2 separate regions of the Mus musculus genome follow, and region 2 is linked to region 1. A link is a contact called in public Hi-C data. All regions are on one chromosome and are shown on one strand. Each heading gives the region's core, a stretch centred on a gene start, on an enhancer-like site or on the middle of the called end of the contact. The rest is flanking DNA. Distances are from core to core; before and after follow the strand shown. Region 1 overlaps Kcnb1 (potassium voltage gated channel, Shab-related subfamily, member 1). Region 2 overlaps Slc9a8 (solute carrier family 9 (sodium/hydrogen exchanger), member 8).

Evidence for each region. Hi-C and Micro-C count contacts between places; a contact is called where the count stands out from the background.
Region 2: a Hi-C map of bone marrow-derived macrophages shows a contact between it and region 1, with 23 read pairs. The contact joins two enhancer-like sites. A contact is called at or near these places in 1 of 15 datasets of contacts at CTCF or cohesin (large pre-B cells), 3 of 484 Hi-C or Micro-C datasets (the AML12 cell line, bone marrow-derived macrophages and nephron progenitors), 1 of 115 datasets of contacts at active chromatin or transcription factors (large pre-B cells) and 2 of 9 other capture datasets (adipose tissue and embryonic stem cells).

The regions. Positions count from the first base shown.
Region 1 is chr2:167,097,138-167,104,741 of GRCm38.p6, reverse strand. Kcnb1 (potassium voltage gated channel, Shab-related subfamily, member 1) reads left to right here. Exons shown (of 2, transcript NM_008420.4): 2 at 1-7,604. The coding sequence ends at 389. Among named protein-coding and RNA genes, the nearest start is that of Gm39984, 22 kb to the right of the region's middle. Within about 2 kb of position 3,036, at least 115 of the 459 cell types and tissues checked have an H3K27ac peak or open chromatin away from gene starts, as enhancers often do. A contact at or near this core is called in bone marrow-derived macrophages, where this site is marked.
Region 2 is chr2:167,464,197-167,471,800 of GRCm38.p6, reverse strand. It overlaps Slc9a8 (solute carrier family 9 (sodium/hydrogen exchanger), member 8), which reads right to left. Exons shown (of 17, transcript NM_148929.3): 11 at 6,344-6,460; 12 at 4,034-4,116; 13 at 2,726-2,837; 14 at 199-419. Among named protein-coding and RNA genes, the nearest start is that of Spata2, 25 kb to the left of the region's middle. Within about 2 kb of position 4,395, at least 16 of the 459 cell types and tissues checked have an H3K27ac peak or open chromatin away from gene starts, as enhancers often do. A contact at or near this core is called in bone marrow-derived macrophages, where this site is marked.

The DNA of each region.
Region 1 (7,604 bases), core at 1,787-4,286:
GTGCCAGGACGCCCCCTCGCTCCCCAGAGAAACACACAGCAATAGCGTTCAACTTCGAGGCGGGGGTCCACCAGTACATAGACACCGACACTGATGACGAGGGTCAGCTGCTCTACAGCGTGGACTCCAGTCCTCCCAAGAGTCTCCACGGGAGTACCAGCCCCAAGTTCAGCCTTGGAGCTAGAACAGAAAAGAACCACTTCGAGAGCTCCCCGTTGCCCACCTCCCCTAAGTTCTTAAGGCCGAACTGTGTCTACGCCTCAGAAGGGTTACCTGGGAAAGGTCCCGGGGCCCAAGAGAAATGCAAGCTGGAGAACCACACCTCCCCCGATGTGCACATGCTGCCTGGGGGAGGAGCACACGGGAGCACTCGGGATCAGAGTATCTGAGCTCCCTACCACAGAGGGTATTTGCAGGAGACATCGAGGAGGAGGGATGCTTGGCCTGCCTGCCGCTGAGTTCTGCGTGAACTCGGAGACCCAAGGACCCCACACACACACAATTTTCCCCACCCCCGCAGAGCCCCAGCGACAGGAGAGACCCTGAGAGCCACGACAAGTCTGTGGACACCAACTAGGATGGGGACCACACCTAACAGCTTCTTCCTTAGATGGCAGGAGCAGAGCTGACAGCCACATACTCCTAGTCTCCTTTAGAGGCTCTGTCTGCCTCTGAGTGCGTCATCGCCATCTCTCATGGCGTCAGCTGAGGCAGGTGTTGGAGCAAGGGGTTGCTAGTGAGAGAGTGGGCTGGCCAAGCAGTAGTGGGTGTCCCCCCTCTTGTTAGAGGGGTACAGAGGACACTTGATCCTGAGGGAGTCTCCACTTCATCAGCCACACTCCTAGGGCATAACGCTTAAACAAGCAGCGGCTCAAATGATTCAGTATTCTGTGGTATCTGGGGCTTTAGTCTGAGAAGCTGTCAGGAGGAGCTGACAATTTAAACTCAATCCTTTCTGCTCACCTGGCAATCCAGAAAGGGTTCCAACAGTTGGCACGCAGCCAAGGGGATATAAGCCAGGGCTGTCACAGGAATGCGGGTCCCAAACAGGGCTAGCCCGGACTGAAAAGATAAGCGTCAAATATGCAAACGAGATAGATTATTCAAAAAGACTGTGTGTGACTGAAAAACAACATTAAAAAAATAATAAATTTCATTTTCTACATGAAAAAAAAAAGAAAAAAGAAAAGAAAAATCCTTCACTGAACTGCCCTGTGAAGAATTGTGACTACTTTCTGCTGTGGTGTGGTAGGGAACACACCTACTATGAGAGGAAGTTCTCTCTCTCTTTTTTTTTCTTTCTTTTTTTGTTTCCTGTAGTATTCAAGCTAAAAAATAATAATAATAATAAGTTAATAAAAAAAGCACTTTATGTTTTTCTAATCTAGGTTCTACCAGGGACAGTGTCAAGATCTCGCACTTTAAAACAAGCACTATTTCCCCTGGGCCGTAAGCTGGCCCTGCACTTGGGGTATTACTTGTGCCCATTTCTGGCCACAGTGGGTCTACCGTTACCACATCAGAGTCCGGGGCTTTTCCGTGACCCCTCAGGATCACCCCTCATCCCTCATGGGACAGGAGAGGTCCTCAGGTTTCGGAGGCAGGGATCTCTTAAAGCCTGCGTACAAGAGACACACAACGTCTCAGAAGGGCGCAGCAAGAGTTGGGTGTCGGGTGTTGTACCGCTCTTTCTTGTCAACCGGCCATTGTGTGTTCTATGTTACTGTCTGTCCCAAAAGCCCGACGCTCCTCCCTGAGGCCATCTAGGCAGACGGCACAGCCAAAAGCAATAAGTACCCATGTGTATCCCTCGAGGTTCCCGTGCACTTCCTGGTGTCAGTCTTCCTGTCCAAGCGTTGACCTGGCGTCGTCCCGCCTGCTTGTGACCCAGTGGCACAGTATTGTTGGCCCTTCCTCAGTGACACCAGTCTGCGCAAATGCTCTAGTTACGGCGATGTTGTTGGTCAGCCTGTCTCTGGTACAATAGGGCAATGTGGTTTTCTTACTATAGTGTGAGTGGGTAATGTCCCAAATGCTGTAGTGTCCTCCTCCCTGTCCTCAGAACAGTGACGGGCATGTCTTCCTGATGAAGCAAAGACAATAATGGTCACCTGTCCTCAGTATCGTGTGTGGCTGGTCGGCCCAGCAGTCCGATGGCATGATCCACCCGTCAGCACACGTAGCACATCACGATCTTCTGCCTTCTCTTGTTTCCATAGCTGCGGTCAGGCCACCTGTCCCAGGTAGGATGCTAAAGGCTCATCCCACCACCCTTAAACAAAGTGTTCATGACGCTTCTCAGCATCTCCAAAGACCTGGGTCCCCCCTCCCTCCAGAGGGCACAGCTTGGTATTTTGCTGTTTTCATGAAGAAAATAAGAAGTTGACTCTGCCTCACCATCCGTCCTCAGAGCTTTCTCAAAACAGGAGCAAAGGGGCTGAGACAGTGCCGGGTCACGTGCACCAGCGGCATCCTGGAGACAGGAAGCAGGGGGGCGGGGCTCCACGGCCCCCTGCTGAGCTCTGCCTGGCGCTGGGGCCTGTGTGTGACCGGTGATCGATGATCGTGGGACCTTTCTGCTGACCATCTTCCATGTCTGTCTTTTGTGTTGCTCATAAGTCACCCATCAGCACAAATGTGAAAATTCAGGGAAACAAACAAATGCTTTTTGATAAAAAGTAAATAGTTGTGATTTCCGATTCAGATATTTTTAGAGCTATCTGTAAAAAAAAAAAAACCTCCTACTGATGATATAGTCTATTTTACATATCAGGAAGTAAACACGTCTTAACATAGCCATAAATAGCCAGAAGGAAGTTACCGCCCCCCTTCTTTAAACCAAGGCATTTCATTGGTTGGTTAAGCCGACGGCGGGTGTACAGTGTAGAAATGATTGCTTTCTTTTTTAAGAACCACTTGGTGCGACTTTTCTTGTAACCAAAGGCCCTTTCTGCCTTGTGTAGGACCTGGCTGTCCCTCCCTCTTGTGTTTTGTCTGACTTTAAAGTAGCATTATACCGAGAAAATGATGAATCCAGAATACCTTTCCTAGCTGCATAGGCAGAGTCTGACAGAACTCCTATAGAGACAACCATCAAAACAGTATAGACGAAGCAAAAGAAGAGTTTTCCATTTTGGTTTTTGTTGGCGTTTTTTTTTTTTTTCCTTTCACTTATATTTGTGTGAACTGTGGGAATATAGCTTCCCCCACACAAGTGTAACTCAAGTTAGAATATTATAAATTTTTCTACCAACCCTCCATGGGCTAAAAAGGAACACAGAGTCTCAGGCCGCATGTACCTGACCCGGGTACATGTGTTTACACGCACTGGGAAATCTTGGGTTGCCAAGATGAAGATGAATCTGACAGATGGGTCTCAGCAGTGAAGACAAGAGCCAGGGGATGGGGACAGAGGCCACTTGAACATGGTGGTCCACCTGGCCTGACCCAACCAGAGCAAAAGGAAGTGAGATACCCAAATAACTCCAGGGGCTGGAGGCGGAGATCTCCCGGTCCGGTTATGAAATCAACAGGACTATCAAAAAGCCAGCTGAATCGGAGTCCCAGCATCCACCACGTCATCAGAAAAGGCCAGGCGTCGGACTGCTGTGCGCACCTGTCGCACCGGGAAAGCCTTACTGTGGACAAGGTGAGGACAAGCCAGTTCTTTTGCCTTTTCATTTTTGGATGTTTCCAAAGCAGCAGATCTGGGGCAACAGATCTCTCTCTGGTATTCTACCTTAAGCACATTTAGATGAGAGAGAGAGTAAAGGAGGAGAGAATATTTGTCATCGAGGAGAGAGGAAACGCCAAAGTAATGAGGAAGCCACCCTTAACCTGCTCCACTCACCCTGACAGTTGCTGGGAATAGGAGCTCTTTTTCCTCCCAAGTCTCACCTTCTCTTCATCTCCTCTGTGTTCTGTAGCTGCAGCCTTGTCTCTGTCCCTTCTCCCGAGAAGATCCACATCTCTAAGGAGGAAACAAGACGCAACAGCATCCTCTTCTATACAACTGTAATGTATTGTCAATATTTATAATTATGTATTTGTCTGACTCTGGTCATGGCTGGAATGTCTAGTCCTTGAACAAGGACATATTTAAAGTTCATCACAGAAAAGGGTCCCTAAAGCCAGGTATCTCTATATAGATAGGTAGGTATAGATATATAAATAGATCTCTTTTCCTTGTTTCTCTGCCAACTTTGTCTCGAGTAAAATAACCACAGCCTGCACTGAATCAAAGGGGGATGGGTACACAGAAAAGCTTCTAGAACATCCTCGTTTGGAGACAGACTTTGTGTATGTGTATCTGACAGGTTGGCAGGAGGAAGATGGGGGCTCCGAGGCCCCCAGCAGGACAACAGAACACTCTAGCCTTGGGCGTTTCCTAACCTATTATTGTTTATATGACAACCCCCAAATACTTTCATGTCTCTAGGCCAGGGCCGCCCAAAGCAGCCCAGGCCACACCTGGAAAGAAGACTTACCTCTGCATTTCCTGTTGCCATTTTTCTGGCCCTAGAAGCATCTATATCCTAGGACGTCCACACATCTCAGAGTAGTCTATTTTTTTGTTCAGATAAAATATATACATATATGTATTTTTAGTATATTTATAATAGGGCAATTGAGTCTAATTTCTTTTGTAACAGAGTGATATCTTGGGGATTTTATTGTTGCTCATTTGCATAGCTGGTCTTTTCTGCTGTCATTCCTTCCCACTGTCCCTTGGGCTGGTTTTTTGGTTTTGTTTTGTTTTGTTGGATTCCAGTTGTCTGGAGATGGGAAAAGACTGGGGTTTAATATCCTGGAAGATGGAGTTCCTAGCAATGGGTGGGTGATGGGGGTCTGGGAGAGCAACTCTGTGTCTTTCCTCATCAGGTCTATGTCCCCTGGCTGTCACTCTTAAGAATCCAGGTATGCAGGAGCAAGCCAGGTGAAGACGGGTGCAATTGGGACCTGGGCTGCCGGGAGCTCAGACAGAGCTCGGACGCTTGCTTCCCTTCCCAAATCTTAAAGGACTGTGCTTTCTGGTTACCAGAAATATTAGAATCAAGACCCTCCTGCAAGCAAACTTGTCTCTGAGCTCAGGAGCATTCCTGAGTCCCTCCTGGCTAGATTGTCCCCAAGTCCAGCTATCCTGCTTCCCAGGGCCACCAACTGGATCCAAGGACCAGGGTGTGTGCAGGCTCCAGCAAATCTCAGAAGAATGTGCTGTGTGTCTCCATTCCATTTCTCACAGTCTTACCAAAAATCAGTGGCCAGACAGCCTTGTAGCCAAACGCTGAGGAGTGACAGACAGCCCAAAGCTGTGATCCACCCAGCCCCTCGAAGCGGCACCAAGGTGAGACTTGAGGCAAGGGTGGCAGTATTTTTTCAGCTTCTGCTTTTCCAAGTCTCCAGTCTTTGGTCAGTTCTGAACATCCAAGTCTCCAGTTCTTGGTCAGTCCTGAACATCCATTGGAAACAATTTTGAGCCTAGGCTCAGGTGGTGGACAGACTCCACATGGAGTGAAGGGGTCTGCCAACCATCACCTTCCATGGGACAAGAAAAGCCAATCAGATCACCTCCCATGCCCAACCAGTCACCTACCTGCCTCAGCTCTGGACTCTGAGCTCTGCCAGCACCAGAAATTTGAGTCAAGCCAGATCAGCCCTATCAGACAGCGATGGTGTTCCCACTGAAAGAACCCCAAGAGGATGCAGCCCAAATGCAAATTTAATATTCTGGTGGTTGGATTGTCTTTCCTCCCCCTTGGGTTTGTTCTGTTGTGTGGTGTTGGGGACCTAACTAGGGCCTTGGCTGTGTCAGACAAGTGCTCCACCCTGCGCTACATCTGCAGCCCCTGAATGTATTAATTTGGAATGTGGTTCTGATCAGTTTCTCCCATCCCTAAAATTCCTGGTAATCTGGTTTGTTCCAGAGCCAAATAAAACAGACAAGATTTTGTGTGCGTGTGTGTGTGTGTGTGTGTGTGTGATTATGTGTGTGTGATTATGTGTGGTATGCATGCACATGCAATATGTGCATATGTGTGCATATGTGTGTGTGCAACTTTTGCATAAGAACAAAATTTAAAATTGCTGTCATGTTGTTTCTGAAGTTTCCTGCCCAGCTAAGTAAACACAGGCTATCTTCCCAAAAAAGAGAGGGTACCTCTGACCTTCTCTCCTTGTCCTAGAATTCCTCTCAAAATTTCCAGATGGTGACTTGAACTGAATTTGGAAGGGGCTGTTAGTCGTTTGGGCCGTCCTCTCCGCGTCTAGCCCTACCTCTGTCCGTCTCAGCCAAGGCCCTGAAGAAACCTAAAAGCCAGCAGAAGAGCATGGGCAGGAAGTTGGCCCAAAGAAGTAGCCTCTCAACATGAATTGTCCATTTCAGCTCAAAGTAGCAAAGCCCTTTCTCAGCAGGGTGGGTGGGTTATATGCTCATAGAACACGGCGCATGATGGGTAAGAGGATCCAGACTACCCAGTGTGTCCCAGGTATTCCCAGGGAGGCTGAGTAGTGCACAAATAGGCCTTGGCATTACCACAAAACGGGACTGGAAACTCAAAGCAATTCTTTCTTGGAGTGTGTGTGTGTGTGTGTGTGTGTGTGTGTGTGTGTGTGTGTTTTCACAGCTTTCATGCACATGTGGGTGTCTGCACAGGTGTCTTGAACATTCTGGGTCCAGGTTCAAGCCTCATAGAGAAGGATTCAGAGCAGAGCTACTGGGACCTCAGGTTATAGGATCGGGCCATCCCAGAAGGCACCAGCGCAGGAGGGCTGCAGCAGAGGGCTCAGCATCCTAAGCCGGCTCTTGCTATTTTTCTGACCCTGCCAACCATTTATCCAACCCATTTCCAATGGTCTAACAAGGACCACTTAGGGAAGAGAAGTACGCTGCCCTTTCCCCGGCCAGTAAAGGGCCAACCCCGCAGGCTCGCCTGTGGTTGGCCACTGCATTGGTGCTTCAGCCCCTTCCCCTATACTCTGTGCCCTCAAAGAGACTCAGCGATCATCCCACAAGCCAGCCACCCACTGCCCAACCAATTCCAAATGGCACCATTCCAAAAGGGCTTTTTTTTCCTTGTTAAATAAAAGTAAAACCTAGTCAAGGTGTTCAAAGGTCTCTGCCCAAGAGATAAATCTAGAAAACTAAAAACAGCAGAGGTAATTATAATCCAACTTTACGAGGGAAACAAGGCTCCAGCTGCCTCCAAGAGGAAAGCCCGCTCTCCCACATCCATACCCAAAGGGAATCTGTCTGTCTCCATCTCCCTCATTGGATATAGGGCGTGGGGAAGAGGTAGTGTGTGAACTTCAGAGTGAGCCCAAACCTAGGTGGTTTTGAAAGGCAAGGTAGACCAGTAAGCCAGAGTTACCCGAACCACTATCTTCTAAAACTAAATTAAATAGGAACTGGTTTACCAAATCTCAGCCCATGGAGGTGTTTCCCATGACACTGCGGTTACAGAGCAGCTGTGGGAAATGTGGGGTTGCCCGATTCTATCCCACTTAGATGTGCGAAACTCGGTTTGGATAGGCAGGGATGTACCACAGAAGACAGCCCCCAGGGTCTAACTCAACAGCCCAGCTCCCAGTCTCGGGGTTTCCCCAAG
Region 2 (7,604 bases), core at 3,146-5,645, 370 kb before region 1:
GCAGGTCACAAGGCTGAGCTGGCACACACCCTACCCCAAAGAGCCCTGTTTCAGAAGCCAAGGCCTGCACCTGTTCTCAGGGCTGCACTGCTGGCTCCGAGGTAAGCACGTGCAGAAGCAAGGCCCCGCCCCAGAAGCCCGCCCCGCCCCACCCTGCCCTCCCAGGTAGATGGGCCACAGGCCCTCAGCTGCACCAACCATCTTCTCAGTCTTGCTGAGGTTGACGTCTTTCTTGCTCCTTCGGCGAGCCCGGGCATCCTCGATGTCCACGAGGCGGATGAGGGGCATGGTGCTGCCGCCCAGCAGCAGGATGGTGAAGAGCACGATGACGATGGTGGTGGTGCCGATGAGCTGACGCTTCTCCATGGGCTCCAGGCCCAGGTGCAGGCTTAGTGCATAGGGGATGGCCCCTCGAAGACCTGGGGATGGCAAATGGGGACTCAAGAGGGGAAAGAGAAGGAAGTGGCTCCAGGGTGGCTTTAGTGGGATCTGATTCTGATGGGAATGGCCCAGGATTCGAGAATAAGAGGCAGGGTGGCAGGCTTAGGTCTCCTTGAAGGGCTACATGAGCTGGTTCTAGGCAAGATGACAAAGGTCATGCCGGGTGTGGTGGCGCATGCCTTTAATCCCAGCACTAGGGAGGCAGAAGCAGGTGGATTTCTGACTTCGAGGCCAGCCTGGTCTACAGAGTGAGTTTCAGGACAGCCAGGGCTGTCCAGAGAACTCCTGTCTCGAAAAAACAAACAAAAAAGACAAAGGTCATGCTATGCAGCAGGGTATATCTGGGGACCCATTGTCTGTCATGTGCCATCATCATCATGTGTCATCACAGCTAGGTAGCTGAGTCCTCCTTGGATGCCCCAGGCTACCAGTTAAGAGCTGCCTGTCACAAAACCTGGCTGGCAGGTGCTGCCACTCTCCTTGGCACACAGGTGTGGACCAGGTTGAGCACAAATGCCCTGCCTCGGGCTATGTAACAGACACAGGAGCAGGAGGGTGTGACTTGTCTGTAAAGCTGCTGGCAGTGATGAGGACAGAGCGGGGAGCCAGTAGACCTGCCCTACATACACAGAGAAGGGACCCCAAGCCTTCCCAAGCTCTCCGAGCAGATAGGAGAGATAGTAAACACTATACCACATTCAGGAGAAGAGTCACTGGGAACAGAGACCACATGGGGTGGCTCAGACAGGGTGGGGTGGCTCTGCAAGGGCCTGGAAGCAGCAGCACTCAGGCCTGAGATGGCAGCAAGGCCAGAGTGCGCAGGATTCAGTATCAAAAGCAGGGGCAGCCTCAACTTCTCCAAACCCATGAGGGCCACAGGATGAAGGAACCAGACACCTATGATGGCATCAGTGTGCACACATGCCCAGCCAGTGCCAATGAAGGGAGCCGAGTATACCAACCTCCCATGCTGCTAAGGCTGTAGGCCCCAGCTTAAGGAACTTGCTGAAGCCCACAGCACCCAGAGACAGAGAAGAACATGAAACTGGGTTCCAGAGAAGGACTGGTTTGGAGAGCTGGATGGATACAAAAGAGCAGACATGGCAGGTCTCATGTTCAGAAGGAGGTGGAGCCAGACCCTAGGGTGACATTGTCTGCGGTCAGTGTGGGAAGTGCTAGGTGGGAGGCTGGGAGTCCCAGAGGACAGTGTCTTCCATATACTGGCAATAACAGTGGGAGGAAGGAAGCAGAAGCCCAACAGAAACACTAGGCTGGGGCTAGTGCTGCAGAAGCCACTGCTGAGCTGACCAAGGCCAAAGCCAGCATAGCAGAAGGGGCAGAAGTGGAGAAAATGGGGACAGGGTGAGGAACTGGGAGGAGACTGTTTACAGCACTTGGGAGGCAGCGTCAAGGAAGATGGCTGCAAGTTCAAACCTAGTCTACACTGCAGGTTTCGGATCCGTCAGACCTCTATGTTTGTGTGAGACAGGGTCTGGGTTAGACTCAAGCTAGAAACCTTTCTGCCCTGTTCTCCCACATAGCTCGTGTGTGTTCTAGTTAATCACTATTGAACCTGGCTCACAGTTTTTACAATAAGGTTTTTTTTTTTAAATATGATTTATTATTTATACGAGTACACTGCAGCTGTCTTCAGACACACATCAGAAGAGTACATGAGATCCCATGACAGATGGTTGTGAGCTACCATGTGAATGTTGGGAATTGAACTCAGGACCTCTGGAAGAGCGGTCTATGCTCTTAACTGCTGAGCCATCTCTCCAGCCTCAGTAAAGTCTTTTTGAAGAAAAATTATGAGGCAAATTGGAGTGGACATTATAAAGGGTGATGCTGTAGTCCAGCTCACATGGAAATACTTCAGTTATACTCACTTATTTTACTTTTATTTTTTGAGACAGGCTCTCGCTGGCTCTGGCTGGCCTGGAGCTCTCTATGAAGAACAAGTTGGCACTGAACTCACAGCACTCTGACTGGTGGGATCCAAGGCATGTGCCACCATAGCTGGCTACTGAAACTGAAATAAAGACCCTAAGGGGCAAAGGGCAGTGGTGGCGCACGCCTTTAATCCCAGCACTTGGGAGGCAGAGGCAGGCGGATTTCTGAGTTCGAGGCCAGCCTGGTCTACAAAGTGAGGTCCAGGACATCCAGGGCTATACAGAGAAACCCTGTCTCGAAAAACCAAAAAAAAAAAAAAAAGAGCCTGGCTTCCAGGGGCCTCTGCCTTCAAGCCCCAGGCTCAGACCCACCCACCCTGGCTGCCACTCACCACTGAACCACATGATGAACATCATCTTGGGGGTGATTTTGTGATCTCGGAAGAAGTTCAGCAGGTAGGACAGAGGGAAGATGTTGACGGCTCTGCCAAACAGGACCAGCACCTGCCAATGTCAACGTGCCCAGTATAGGTGGAATCCACTGCGTCTTCAAGCTAACACAGTGTAGCACACCTAAGACAGCCTTGTCCTTGGCCATAAAAGACAACAGCACAATGCTGCCCTGGCTCTGCCTGGATGAAGCTTTGGAGAGAAGAGACTAGCAAGCATCACTCACTAGCAAGCTTTAGTCACACAGCCCCAAAATAAAGGTGAGCACAGACTAGCTCCCAGCTGTGCCTAGAGATGAGCTAAGGGACAGCCAAGACTCCATACTGGCGAAGGCGTATGCTAATTTTTCCCCCTAGGGGCACTGTAGAGTCAGGTGAGGGCAGTCAGGCACCTCAGTCTCTGGTGTGGTCTGGCTCCTCAGAGCAAGTAGGGTGGGCTGAGTGAGCTCCGGCTGGGAGCACAAAGGTGACTCAGGTAATCAACTACGGCTCCACGTTCCACACAATTCGGGAGGGAGTGGGAGGAGCATCTGCATGTGCACAAGGCCCTGGATTGGATCCTGCAACTCAAAAACCAGTACAACTTTCTATGGAAGGCCTTTCCAAGGTGTCCCCAACCTGTGCTCATAGGACAGACTGTGACATAGGCAGGCTGCTGCTCTAAAGGAAGTCACAATGGGGATGGAGACAGGACACAAAAGGGCCCAAGAGACTTGGGATCTCTTGCAGTTGGTCACATTTCTCCTTTTTTTTTTTTTTTTTTTTTTTTGAGACATGGAGCCTAGGCTGTTGTTGAACACGACATATAGTTAAAACCTTTTACTGTCTTTGAGACAGGGTTTCACTGTGTCACCCTGGTTGGTCTGAAACTTGCACCATAGACCAGGATGGCCTTGGACTCACAGAGGCCTGCCTGCCTCTGCTTCCTGAGGGCTGGGGTTAAAGACAGGTGCCACCACCACTCAGCTATCCTTAAACTCTTTGATCCTCCTGCCTCCATCTCCCAAGTACTGGGGTTATAGGCACCACTGCCATGCCCTGCCTAAAACTACGATTTAAAGGAAACCACAGCACCCAAGGTCACTGAAACTGTAAACACTGAGATCTTATAAACACAAAAACTTTTCTATAGAAGCACATTTCTGTAGTTGTTGCCTCTGAACTGTTAACAGTTACATAAATGATTCCAAACCATGTAGTTACTATTTTAAAAATAAGCCATTCAATATGAAAAATAAGAAAAGTACTTACTATGCACCAGATGACAAAGGAAATTTCAAACTTGTGAGGGAAACTAAAAATGGAGAGGCCAAGAAATGCAAACACACACGTTTCTGAAAGAAACCAGAGAACAGGTTCCTCTTACAATTCAGTAGTAACTAAGCAAGCTTCCCTGAAACCACACCAACAGCCACACCGTGTCAGACTTTGTATGCAGTCTTTTGGGGCGAGGTGGGGAAGTGGATAGTTGAGATGGGGTCTTGCTATTTGACCAGGCAAGCCTTGAATGCAATGTGAGTGCTGAGACTGCTGGTGTGAGCCACCACAGCTGGCTTGCTTCCTTACTACCACACAGGCAATGGCCCTTGCTACTGAGAATTTCACAACGTGATGAGTTAACTGTCAGATACTGAGCAAATAACCAAGTCCCCACCACGCATTCCCTGAGCACTCATCAGTCAGGGTCAGACATTGTGAGCATGTGACTGTGGGGCCACATGACAGATGAGAAAGTGGGCACTGTAGTTAACTCCCCCCCCCCCAGTAGGTCCGAGAGGAAGCTAACTCACAGAGCTTGCAGGGAGGACCCATTTTCAGGCTTGGCTGCACTTGGTGTGCAAGCAATCACTTGTGTGTGCTGAAAACAGCACCTCCCAAGTCTAGGTTCCTGCCACGCATGGTTGGCACACGTCTTTAATCCCAAAACTTAGAAGGAAGCATCTGCATGTTTGTGAGTTCGAGGCCACCCTGGTCTATAAACCAAGTCCAGGATACCCAGGACCACACAGAGAAACCTTGTCTCAATAAATAAACAAATAAGACAAAAACAAACAAAGGAAACCAAAAAACAAAAGAAAGAAAGAAAGAAAGAAAGAAAGAAAGAAAGAAAGAAAGAAAGAAAGAAAGAAAGAAAGAAAGAAAACAACTTTCCAGGCTCCTGATTAAACTATGGGCCCCCAAAGAGCCCAAGCGCTAAGGAGATAGGGACTGCATTTTAAGATGTGCACGAGCTGGTGAGTTGTTAGCACGGCTCAGCAGGGTGGGTTCTTCAGTGGGGCCACAAGCAGCAGGTGCTTGGCCTTCCCCTCCGAGATGCCTTCTTATCTGATACTGTCTGATCCTCCAAGCCAGAGCACCTAGGCCGACTTCACCTTTCCCAGGAGCAAGAATGTGTGGTTAAGATGGGCGTGGTGGTGCACACCTTTAATCCCAGCCTTGAGAGGCAGAGGCAGGGGGATTTCTGAGTTTGAGGCCAGCCTGGTCTACAAAGTGAGTTCCAGGACAGCCAAGGCTACACAGAGAAACCCTGTCTTGAAAAAACAAAAAAAGAATGTGTGGTTAACTTAACCCAGCCTTTTAGGGTGGTCATAAAAGCTGCTTCTGGCAATGCAAGCTACATCAGAACGGCCTAGTGCACTGGCTGAACTTCTCTTGGAGGAGCTGTCAGGACAAAGCCCATGCCTGGTGAGTTTGACAGCAGGTGTGACGGAGTCTCAGGAGCTGCATGCATGTGCCCTGCATGTAAAGCTGGTCTGGGTGCAGACAGAAGCTGAGGAGTGTGCTGTTCTCTGTTGCCTGCCCTGAGGGGGTCAGGTCAGGTCAAAACCTTTAGCTGAGGCTTTCTGGTGAGAACTGTGTGGATCAAATGACTATGACACTAGAAGGCTGTCTTCTAGCTTGCTCCTTGGCAATGGGCTCCCTGGCTTCTCCTTACCCAGCCTCCCACAGCCAGCCCTGCCATCCTGGCTCCAAAGTGAAACAGGGCCCCTCAACACCAGGGGAGGCTGAGGTTGCAACTGAGGCCTCGTCTTGAGTGAGAGTGTGAGTGTCGGAATAGCTAGAGGTGGCACCTTCATTTCAGGTATGAGCAGGAATAGGGTCATAGCAAGATGGGGGAGGAAGCTCCAACTCTTGCTGCTTAACAGAAAGACCTCATGTTCAGCCTAGGGAACGCTGCTCTGGAGTTCCTTCCGTGCTAGGACACCTCCCTTACAAACTCACAGTGCCCCTAGCTGGAAAGCCTCGAACTCACAGAGATCTTGAAACTACCCTGAGAGTCCAGGACTTAGGGGCGAGGTCATCCACCCGGCCTCAGCATCATTTCCACATCAGACGTCTGCAATGTTCAACAGCATCTCTACTTCTGACCATAATCTACAACCATCAGATGTCCATTTCTTAGGTGTTTCACGTCTTTTATGGAATCACAAGTCCAGAGGAGCCAGCCCTGGAGGTAGGGGCACAGTAATGACCTGGGCTTGGGGGGCTCTGTGCCCTGCTGCCAAGAAGAATCCTAGCCTACACACAGAGAGGGCAGGAATCCCAGTTTGTGTGACTCACCACACAGGAAGGCCACAGTTCGGAGAGTCTGCTGCATGAGGATCTGGGTGACTGGGGAGAGGTTATGGTGTGTATAGTGTGACATCACGATGCCAGAAAACAGGATCGCCATGATGCCTGGAGAGAGAGGCAGAGGGCAGACATGACACCGAGCATAGGGACAGATGTGCAAATCAAACAACATCATCCCCAAATTCCCCAAACCCCAAATATATTAGGGCTTTAAGAAAATGGAAGGGGCTGGAAAGGCTGCTCTCCCAGAGGAACCATGTTTGTTGGTTTCCAGCACCCACAAGGCAGCTCTCTACTATATGTAACTAAATTCCAGAGGATTCTATATCCACTTCTGGCATCCAAGAGTGTCAGGTGTGCAGTATATAAGATATATATTCAGGCAAAGCACCCATACATGTAAAAAGGAAAGAAAAGGGTACAGAAAGAGACAGATGCAGCTTTCAGTTGGCACATTGTTTGCCTAGTATCCCCCTTAAGAACATAAGCCAGATGTGATGGCAAACACACTTGTAATGCCAGATGTCAGAAGATCAGAAGTTGGCTAACAGCAAGTTTGAAGCCAGCCTGGGCTACATGAAACTAACTGGGAGTGGAGGCAGACACACAGCTGTGAGGCCTTCCAGAAGTTGCAGAGAAATGGACATGCGGTTTCTCCTCAGCTGTAGTTGGTGCAGTCCCTATTCCCACAACAGTCAGAGGGATGGGAGATAAGTTGTGTGAACTGAACAGCACAGGACCAGGCTCAGTAGCTGTGAGCATCACTGGACATTTACCCTTAGCTTAAAGGTAAGAAGCTGGCATTGCATCTACATGTGAAAAGCCCCTAAACCTGGATGTAATGGGTAGGGCCATCTGATGGGCCTTTAAAATACACTGATTTTAATTTCCCTGTAGTCACCAATTACTGTTCTCAGGCATAGTGTGACTTGTTACCCAGGAAGGTAACTGACTGCTTCTTCCTGGGCTCATCTGTCTGTGTTCCCTGAGGACTGCTCCCCTCTCTGAGGCTCTACACAGGTTCTTTTTATCAGAGCCGCATCTGGGCAGAAGGAAGCTGAGGTTTTTTAAGCCACTGAACAAGATGCCAACATACATAAAACTGAAAATCCAACTTTTTGTTTGTTTGTTTGGTTGGTTTTGGTTTTGGTTTTTCGAGACAGGGTTTCTCTGTGTAGCCCTGGCTGTCCTGGAACTCACTTTGTAGACCAGGCTGGCCTCAAACTCAGAAATCCACCTGCCTCTGCCT